Regions from separate parts of the Macaca mulatta genome. Here region 2 is linked to region 1. A link is a contact called in public Hi-C data. All regions are on one chromosome and are shown on one strand. The core of a region is the stretch at or near the end of the contact, and the rest is flanking DNA. Distances in the headings are between cores, read along the strand shown. Region 1 holds the start of SPINDOC (spindlin interactor and repressor of chromatin binding). Region 2 holds the start of ZFTA (zinc finger translocation associated).

The links. Hi-C and Micro-C count contacts between places; a contact is called where the count stands out from the background.
Region 2: a Hi-C map of liver shows a contact between it and region 1, with 2.8 times the contacts expected there. The contact joins the promoter of ZFTA here to the promoter of SPINDOC in region 1. A contact is called at or near these places in 3 of 14 Hi-C or Micro-C datasets (cortical neurons, fetal cortex germinal zone and liver).

What each region holds. Positions count from the first base shown.
Region 1 is chr14:10,603,734-10,608,405 of T2T-MMU8v2.0, reverse strand. It overlaps SPINDOC (spindlin interactor and repressor of chromatin binding), which reads left to right and starts at 2,506. Exons shown (of 6, transcript NM_001194689.3): 1 at 2,506-2,935. The coding sequence starts at 2,809. It overlaps LOC144334171 (a long non-coding RNA gene), which reads right to left and starts at 2,414. Exons shown (of 4, transcript XR_013403675.1): 1 at 1,970-2,414; 2 at 1,481-1,578; 3 at 954-1,010.
Region 2 is chr14:10,653,322-10,657,993 of T2T-MMU8v2.0, reverse strand. It overlaps ZFTA (zinc finger translocation associated), which reads right to left and starts at 2,552. Exons shown (of 5, transcript XM_028833319.2): 1 at 2,251-2,552; 2 at 1-62. The coding sequence starts at 2,389. All of the region lies in intron 4 of RTN3 (reticulon 3), which reads left to right. It overlaps LOC144334171 (a long non-coding RNA gene), which reads right to left. Exons shown (of 4, transcript XR_013403675.1): 4 at 4,038-4,645. It also overlaps a transcript of SPINDOC not described here.

The sequences.
Region 1 (4,672 bases), core at 1,257-3,756:
GGCTGGGCGACAGAGTGAGATTCTGTCTCAAAAAAAAGAAAAAAAGGTGAAGTCACTTTGTGGTCATGAAATGGCCTCATCTATGTCTCATTCTAAACATAGCTTACCTTCTGCTGGTAACAGCACAGTCTAAATGCCAGAAAAGCCATCTTTCACTTTCCTGATAGTTCTAAAACTTCAGTCCTAAGCTTCATATTGATGTTGATTATAGAAAGCATCGCCATTTGAGGGATATTAAAATGTGGGGGAAATAATTACTCTAGTTTGGATGAAAGATTCTTGCTGTATTACCTTGGGCAGGTAATCTAACCCTGCTCTATAAGCTGAGAATAATATGACCTAAAAGAAATAATGTCTACTAATTGGATGGCACAATACTGGGTGTATCGCTCAAGGTTCAACAGGAAAATAGGGACCGCTTTTTTTTTTACAGTCTAGCTCTGTTGCCCAGGCTGCAGTTGAGTGCAGCCACACGATCTTGGCTCACTGCAACCTCCGCCTCCTGGGCTTAAGCGATCCTCCTTACTCAGCCGCCTAAGTAGCTGGGATTACAGGCACACACCACCATGCTGGGCTAATTTCTTCTTCTTTTTTTCTTTTTTATGGTAGAGACGGGGTTTCGCCATGTTGGCCAGGCTGGTCTCGAACTCCTGACCTCAAGTGAGCCATCTGCCTCAGCCTCCCAAACTGCTGGGATTACAGGTGTGAGCCACTGGGCTCCACCAGGAGGGAACCACTTTAAGTATTGAAAACAGAGAGAATGTAATGCAGGGTTTTGGTGACATGATTAACAGGGGTAATGGGAGGTCTGGAAAGCCCAGCAGGGGACAGAGAGAGATTAGCAAAAGCAAGAAGCTGCCCACGACTCCTAACCTGCAGGGACAAAAAGAGGAGGCCGACTGAATAGAGCCCAGGGGCATGGATCACCCTACGGATGTTGGGACCACAGCTACCTATCCATGAGCTGGAGCCACAGAGGCCTCATCTGCTGCTGGAGATGTCATCTGAGCCTGAGCAAGAGAGAGAAAGAGAAGAAATACCCTGGTTTTTTCTTTCCTCCTGCCTTCTCTTCTTACTGCCACTGCCTCCCATTGGCTAAACCGAGGGAGGCCTGAAGCCAGATGCTCTGGGAGCCTGAGAAACTGCCCCCTACAAGACTCAGCCCACTGCAATCTAGCAGAGCAAAGAGGAACGGAAGGGATCTGTAGCAAACTGTAGAGGATGACTATTCAGTAGAAATAAACAGGCTTGGTAAAACCTCTATTGTAAAACCTTTAAAATACCGGATACACTTGCACACAACAAAATAATTCCCTTAAAAATAGACAGCAAGGCCGGCCGCGGTGGCTCAGGCCTGTAATCCCACTTTGACCGAGGCGGGCGGATCAGGAGGTCAAGAGATCGAGACCATCCTGGTCAACATGGTGAAACCCCGTCTCTACTAAAAATACAAAAATTAGCCGGGCGTGGTTGCACGTACCTGCAGTCCCAGCTACCCGGGAGGCAGAGGCAGGAGAATCGCTTGAATCCGGGAGGCGGAGGTTGTGGTGAGCCAAGATGGCGCCACTGCACTCCAACCTGGTGACAGAGGGAGATTCTGTCTCAAAATAATAATAATAAAAAAAATTGACTGCAATCCATATAGACTAGTTCACACCTCTTCTCATACCCCCATCCTACTACGCGATTCTGAATACTACTGTGTCTGGTTTGATATAACGACATTTGAAGATGTTTTTTCAGTGTCAGACATTTTGCATTTTCTGAGCTGAAATCTCATGAGGGTTGCTATAGAAGAGGGAGATGCACATTCCATGTCACAGAAGTAAAAGCTCACCCAGAGTGTGGTTATAGGGAAGCAATGTCATGGCAACTGGACTCTGGTCTTGGGGCTCTCAAGGGATTGCTGTATGTCCTTGGAGAGGGTCACAAAATCTCTGGACTCACGTGTAAAAAATGGAAATCATACCCATCTGGGTGGTTTATGTCCGCTCACAGTCCACTCCGCTCCTCTTCTTTGCCTTCCCAGAAAGGTCCGAAATGCTTTTTGAAAGAAACGATGAGCCGGTCTAATAAAACAGATAATGTGCCCATGGCCACAGAGCCGGCACATGAGAAGGAATTCGTCTCTACGCTTCCATACCAAGGCCCTTTCCACTCCCCCACCGCTTCTCTTCCTGCCCGGGGCATCTGCTGGCGGAGGAAGGCTTGTCCACGGAAAGGCAAAAGCGACTCCGGATCAAAATCCGGGGGCACCTGGTAGCGCTCTCCACGCCAGCAGAAACGCCCAACTGACTTCTGAACGGAGGGAAACCCCCGGGCTTGGCCAGTCGACTAAGACGTCCGCGGTGCGGGTTTTGGGGGCCCCTCTGCCTCCGCGCACTGGGCGGCCCCGGGTCCGCTCGGCCCTTCCCGCCGCCTCCTGGGTCGAGGGATTCCAACGGGGCCGCGTGCCCGGGGCGGGGCCACGCGCGATTGGTCGCGCGGGATCGGGGGCGGGTCCGCGGCTGGCCGGCCGGGCGGGCGCCGACAATGAGCCTCCATAAAAGGGAGCGGCGGGGGGCAGGGGCCCCGGATTGAGCCCTCCCCGCCCGGGCTCCCGACGCGCCGAGGTCTCGGGGAGGCCCGGACGCGCCGGTCGCAGCGCCGGCCGGCGAGCGGCAGGCGGGCAGGTGGCGGGGAGGGGGCTGCGCGGAGCGGGCAGCGGGCCCGGCGTTGTTCCGGCCAGGAGGCGGGAGGCGGTTGCCGGCTACGCGGCGAAGCCTGCGCGCCAGTTCTCCGGCCACCGCTATCGCCCACGGCCGCACCATGGCCCTAAAGGCCGAGGGCGCCGCACTCGACTGCTTCGAGGTGACGCTCAAATGCGAGGAAGGGGAGGACGAGGAGGAGGCCATGGTGGTGGCCGTAATTCCGCGGCCCGAGCCGATGCTCAGAGGTGAGGATGGAGGGGATCCCACTTCCGCGTCACGGTGCGGGGCCGGGGCCGTCCCTCCCCAGTCGGGTCCGCGACCCGGGCACCTTCTCATCCCCTTCATCCTGGGGCCCAGGCTTCCCTCTCGGATCTGGGTCCAGGACGCGCTCTTGCACCTCCCCCACCATGGTTTGGAAGCTCAGGCCTCCCCGATTTTCCCCTCCCTCCCCCTTTCCCCCGCCCAGGGTCTGGAGACTTCGATCCACGCCCCGCACGCTCCGGATCTTCCGGTGCCCAGGCGCCCCCTCTCCCGGGCCCAGCACCGGAGGCCGGATCCCCAGAGGCGCTGGGTGGTTGAGGCCGCCGTCTCACGCAAGCACAACGGCCGGGCTGTGTTCTAGGCCGAGGGGCGGCGAAGCCTATAGGCCCGAGGCTACAGGCGGGCGCCGCTGCCGACCTCCAGGAGAATTTTAAGGACTCCCCGAGCATGACTTTCCTGCCCACCACCCCGCTTCATCCCCATTCCCGGGCCTTCCACTTGCAGGAGCCACAGGTGTCAGGTTCTGGAGAGAAGGGATGAATGGGACTGCATACAACAGCTAGTTTGGAAAAGCAGTGCAGTGCTAGAATGAGATTAGCTTTGGGAGGGGATGGGAAGAACAGTCTGAGAACACTCGCTCTCCCCTCCCCCTTCGCCGATTTCTAGTCCTCAGGAACTTGCAAACCATAAGAAAACAAAGAGCCATCTTTGTGGGAGACTTAATATGCATGAAAATGCAAATATCTTTCCATTCTCCCACCCGCCTTTTCTTTGGGGGGACAGTACCCAGAAGAGGTTGAGAGCAGCAAGGCCATTCATTGAACCTCAGCCGAACAGAATGATGTCTGTCTGCACTGCCTCTCATCCTTTTTGGAACTGGAAGGGTTATAAAATTCATGAGGGAAATAAAGGTCACCTCCCTTCTCGGAGCATGTAGTCCAAAAGACAGGTTGTTTTCCTACTTCTGCTAATATTTGCTGAGTGTTCACTGGGCATTGTCAGAGGCTGTCTCAGTTAATCCTCTCAACCCTGCAAGGGTGGCCTTACCCCCACTGTTAGGGTGGGAATAGACAGGTGAATTCATTCAACCAATATTCACTGGACGTCTACTTTAGGCTGTTTAGGCTAGTGTTTTTAGGCTGGGAAGTAGTAGCAGTAAACAGAGCAGCTGAAACCTTACTCTTGAAGAACATATATATACCAATGGCTAAAGACAGAGAAATAGGTTCATGTATAGTATGTTGGGTGGCAATAAATGGTTCAGAGATCACTGAAGCAGGACAAGGAGAAAGGGGGAATGGGTGTTTAATTGGATATATCGAGTGGTTCAGAAAGTGTTCTCTAATAAGGTGAATTTTGAGCACAGACCCAAAGGAAGTGAGGATGCCAACCTTGCAGGTATCTGCAGGAAGAGCATTTCAGGCCGAATAGCAAGTGCAAAGGTCCGGCAGCACAAGCTGCTGGAAAGATTTCAGTGGAGAGTGGAAGAAAGATTGAATTCAAGGTTTTTGGCCTGAGCAACTGGAGGAACAGCCTTCCCATTTTCTGAGATGGGGAAGGCTGCGGTGCTCATGGGAAACTGGGAATGAAAGTTTGAATATAATTAAGTTTGAGATGCCTATTTATGACATATTCAAGTGGAGAGGTCAACTAAGCAGTCAGATACATGAGCCTAGATTTCCTGGGAGTATCTGGCTAGTGGCGTAAACGGAAATTGCCAG
Region 2 (4,672 bases), core at 1,303-3,802, 50 kb before region 1:
GGAGGGCAGGGGGGCACTCCCCCAGGACCCCAAGGCACCCCCTTCCAGCTGAAGATCTTGCCCTGAAGGGGAAAGGGAGAGAGTTTTTCAATCTCTGATTTCCAGGGAAAGAAGCGAGGACTTCAATGGTGAGCCCTGAGAGAGGGAGCTGGGGGAGGGGGTGTTCCGGGGCAGGAAAGGGATGGCAACAGCAATAAAAGGGATGTAGGAGAAGCGGGGAGCCAAAACATTAGCCCTTTACAAAGGGCAAGGACCCTTTAAGAGGAGATCAAGAACAAAAGGACGCAGGGCACTACGGAACTAGCTCTGACTTTTTAAAAAATAAGGTGAGGGCCAAGGAGCCAGCCAGCTCTGTAAGGTGCCCTTTCTGGACAAGAGCTGTAGGGAGAAAGCCGGGAGAGCAGCAGGCCAGGGCGGTTCCAGCCAGAGCAGAGCAGGCAGTGGGGCCAGACAAACAAAGGGGGCATCTGTCTGCAGCCAGGGCTGCATACGGGACCCACCCGCCTGGGGCCCCCGCCAGGAGGGCCCCACCCACAAGTCTTCTCCCTTTTGCCAGTAATGCTTCAAATACAGCCTCCTGAGAGTCCCATTTTGGGGATGGGCTAGGCCTTGTCAGTTCCCCAAATCTAGGCCCCCAGATGGGAGGGATCCCTAAGACAAAGCTGCCAACATCTCCAGGGAAAGGAGTTTCTGAGACCAAAACTTCTCCAGATTCTGGAGGAGCCAATGACCCTGAAAAGGGATAGGAGGAGGGCCACCAGTGGCAACTAATGACACTGCGGCAGGGAGTGGCCACCATCCACTGAAGCCCATTAAGTCTTTCTGGGGCTTTATTTGCTGCTCTGGCAGGGAGCTGGCCACTGCCCAGCAGTCAGAAGGGCGGGCACTGGAGAGGCCCCACTAACCCAATGGCGTTCCCTGTGTCAGACACCCACCCAGAGCAGTCCCCTACCCTCCCTACAGTTCCCACCCCTCTTGATTTAGAAAAATGGTCTCCTGGGCACACAAGCAGGTTCTGGTCATTCTCCCAGTGGAGAATCACAGGGTTGGGAAAACAAAAGACAGGATCAGAAAGGGCTCCTGTCACCCTTGTGGAAGTTTTTTTTATTTTAGTTTTTATTTAAGTAGATCCATAGAATCTACTGGCTTTGGAGTCATAGGCTTGGGTTCAAGTCCTGGCTTCACTGGTAACTTGCTCTGTGACCTTTGATAGGTCATGTCCACCCTCTGGGCCTGGGCTTCTTTGTCTGCAAAGACACTGGCTAGCTGGCTGGTCTCTAAGCATCCTTCTTCCAGCGCTGGATCCAGGCTAGCCTAAGGTGGATTGGCCCTTTAAGAGCCGAAAAAGGGGGAGGAGCCGAGGTTCTTTAAAAACAAAAGGGGATGGGGCGTTTCTGGGAGGGGAGAGACCGGGAGCGGAGCCTGGAGATTCGGGCTGAGTCTCCCTGGCCTGAAGGAAACCTTCAAGGGTCTTAAGGCGTGACCCTGCAGCCGGGAAATGAGTAAACAGTCTCCTTTGAGAGCGAACGAGGAAAACTGGCTGGTTCCGCTAGAGCTGACAAATTAGGGCAAAAAAAATTCTGAAAAGAAGGGAAGGGAGAATGCACGGGCTAGAGGGGTGTCTGTCTGCCTTTGTGGGCGAACCCATCGCTTTAAAAACTGCCCGCGGTGGGAAAAGATGGTGTGAGCCCCCTGGGCGCAAGCGATGCACTTTCCTAGGGAGAACGTGGGAGAAAAGAAAAAGGGTGCATGTCTCTCACAAGGCCACGAGACGAGAGGAGCAGCCCGATTTACAACAGCAGAGTTCGGAGCTGAGCTCAGCTCCGCTGGGGAAAAGCCCCCGAAGGGGACCCAGGGTCTGGATGGACTTTTAAGAGACAGCCCGATTAGAGAGACAACCTGGGAGTCTGAAAGAGAAAGGGGCGGGGGCCGCAAGTCCACAAGCCTCGCTCCGTGGCGCCCTGCCCAGTGGGGCCCCTCGGGCCTGGCCCCCAAGGCGGGGCGCTGCGGTCGGCCGCGGGGCCCTTTAAGGGGGAGGCGAGCCGCCCAAGCCCCGCGGGCCGACCCCGGTAGCTGGGCGGGGGACTCCCCCGCCAGCCCTGCAGCCGCGCTCCGCGCCCACCAGGTGGCGCCCCCGGCCGCCCTGCCCGCGTCCCCCGCTTTGTTCGGCGGCGGAGAGGGGCCCCGAGCCGCAGCCCTCCCCTCCCCCACGCCGGGGCCCCCGCCCGGGCCGCCGGCCCCAGCTCTTACCGCCTTCGTCTTCTTCCGGCTCCGCGCTGCCGCTCGATCCGGCGGGCGGCAGCCGTCGGCCCCGTGCCGAGGCCACTGCTGGCCCGGGGCCGCCCCTGCCGCCGCTGCTCCGGCTCCGGTGGTCCCCACCGGGCTCCATGCGCTGCGCTGCGGAGCGGGGCCCCGGGGCGGCGGGGCGCGGGGCCGCGGGGCTGGCGGCAGCCCGCGCGGAGCGCTTGCTGCGCGGGGCCCCGGGGCGCGGGGCGCATGCACGGGGCGGCCGGCCGCACGGACGGCAGGCTGCTCGCTCGGCGGCGCGGGCTGGACCGGGGTGGGGATTCCTGTCTGGGGCCCCTGGGGCTCCTTTAAGGGCTCCTGGGTAAATTTAAAGGGGCCGCGCGCTATTTCCTCCTGCCAGCTCGCGGGGGGCTGGGGGGAAAGGCGGGAGGCGACGAGCCCAGCCGAGGCTCAGCAGCCTGCGCCGGGTCCGGACGCTAGGGGCACGGACCTCGCCGCCCCCGCGGGCCCGCACCGCCGCCTCCGGGGCTCCGGTCCCGGCTCCCGAAGGGTCACCGAGGTGGCGAGGGGTGCCCGCGTCCCCTGCGACGCGCTTCCACCCGGGCTCGGCTCGCGGCCACCGCCCCCTCGGGGTATCTCAGCGCCGGGAGCGCCCGCTGGGGAGGCCGGGGTCCCTGCCCGGGGCTGCCTCCCGCCGCGCAAGCGGGTCGCGAGCTCGGTGCGGGCCCCGGAGCGGCCGCTACTGGCAGGGGCCCCAGATGGCTGCGGCCCCGCCGAGAGGGTGGAGCCGTGGGGGCGGCCGCGCCCCCTCCCGCGGGAGCCGCCCGGGAGCGCTGAGAGCTCGAGCTTCTCATGGGAGGGGCGGACAGGCGAGGCTCCCCCGAGCCAGCCAGGGGTGGGGGCGGCCGCCGCAGTGACTCGGGCTGGGGAGAGGGGCGCACAGCATACCCGCGGAGAGCCGGCTGCGCCGGGTCCCGACCCTGCGGGGCGGAGGTGGCCCCAGGTTAGAAGCCGGGAGGAGAGGGCGTGCGCGGCGGTGACTCAGGATCCTGCCCCCGCAGGCCTGGGGGTGCCTGACGAGCCCCTGACGCAGCCCCAGACCCCTGTCCCGGCCCTAGGAAGCGAAGAATGCTGGCCCCGGGCGGGGTGTCGGACATCTGGGGAGGCGCGTTACCACGGCTGAGAAGCGCTGGGCGGACCCTGGCTGCAGGTCCCGCGGCGCCCCCGGGCTCCCAGCTCCCGAGAAGCGGAGCGCAGGGACTGTGAGAGGCAGCCGGAGCGCAGCAGCCTGGGGTCCTCCTGCGAGGACCGGCGGGAGGAGCAGGTGCTCGCTTTGCCTGAGGTTGGGCGCCCACAACAAAGGCGATTCCTGGACATCCAAATTACAGGGTGCGGGAGGCCTGCAGGGTCTTCTTGTCTGGAGGCGGGTTTTGTTCCCTGCACTGGGGAGGTACCCAGCGGTCGCCGATGGCAGTTCGTCCGCTCCTCACCGCCTACTGTGTGCCCTCATGCTTTCAGACGCTGGACACACAGCAGTGGAGAAGATGGGCAAGACTGATACTGCCTATGACTTTCCTTTTCAGAGGCACCCACAGCCTCTGAAAAGGAAACCGCTCCAGCCTTTCAGGAGCCATGGCAATTAAATTACTTGGAACACAGGAAACCTGTCCCCAATGTGTTTCTAAGGAGGGGACAAAAACTAAGATTTCTTAAGTGCCTCTGGGCTCTGTCGCCGCGGAAATGTCCCATCTCTTCCCCAGCCCCCATGTTGACGTGCTTGAGATTCCACCTTGGGTAAACTGAGTCTCCGTTTCACAACTCTGCTCTCTTCGCGGCAGGCCCTGCGCTCAGGCAGGCGGGGGCGGAGGGGGTTGCACTGACTCTCACCCACTTGGGGTCAGAGGCCCTGATGCTGATGGGTGCCACGCAGGACCCTGAGAGGGGAGATTCCTTAATTCATTATGTCCCTCACCTGTGCCAGGCCCGGGAACACAAAGGGGAAGTGAGACAGAGACCTGGGCTTCACACTCTTCTAAGTAGTATGGTTTAAAAAAAAAAAAAAAAAAAGGAAAGAAAGGAAAAGAAGCTAAAAGAGCCTAATGTCCTAAAATGAAAGAAGCCTGTTCTTCCGGGACCGAGAGCCCTCGTGCTTTATTCTAGTTTAGTTGCTCGCCCCACAGGGAACCAATGCTGAGGGCCAGCCCCTGTGAGACTCTCGTGTCTGTCCTTGCAGTGCTCTGCGTGTATAAAGAGGGTAATTTTCTTACCAAAAGAAAGGTATCGGGCGGGCGCGGTGGCTCAAGCCTGTAATCCCAGCACTTTGGGAGGCCGAGGCAGGCGGATCACGAGGTCAGGAGATCGAGACCATCCTGGCTAACACGGTGAAACCCCGTCTCTACTAAAAATACAAAAAGAAATTAGCCGG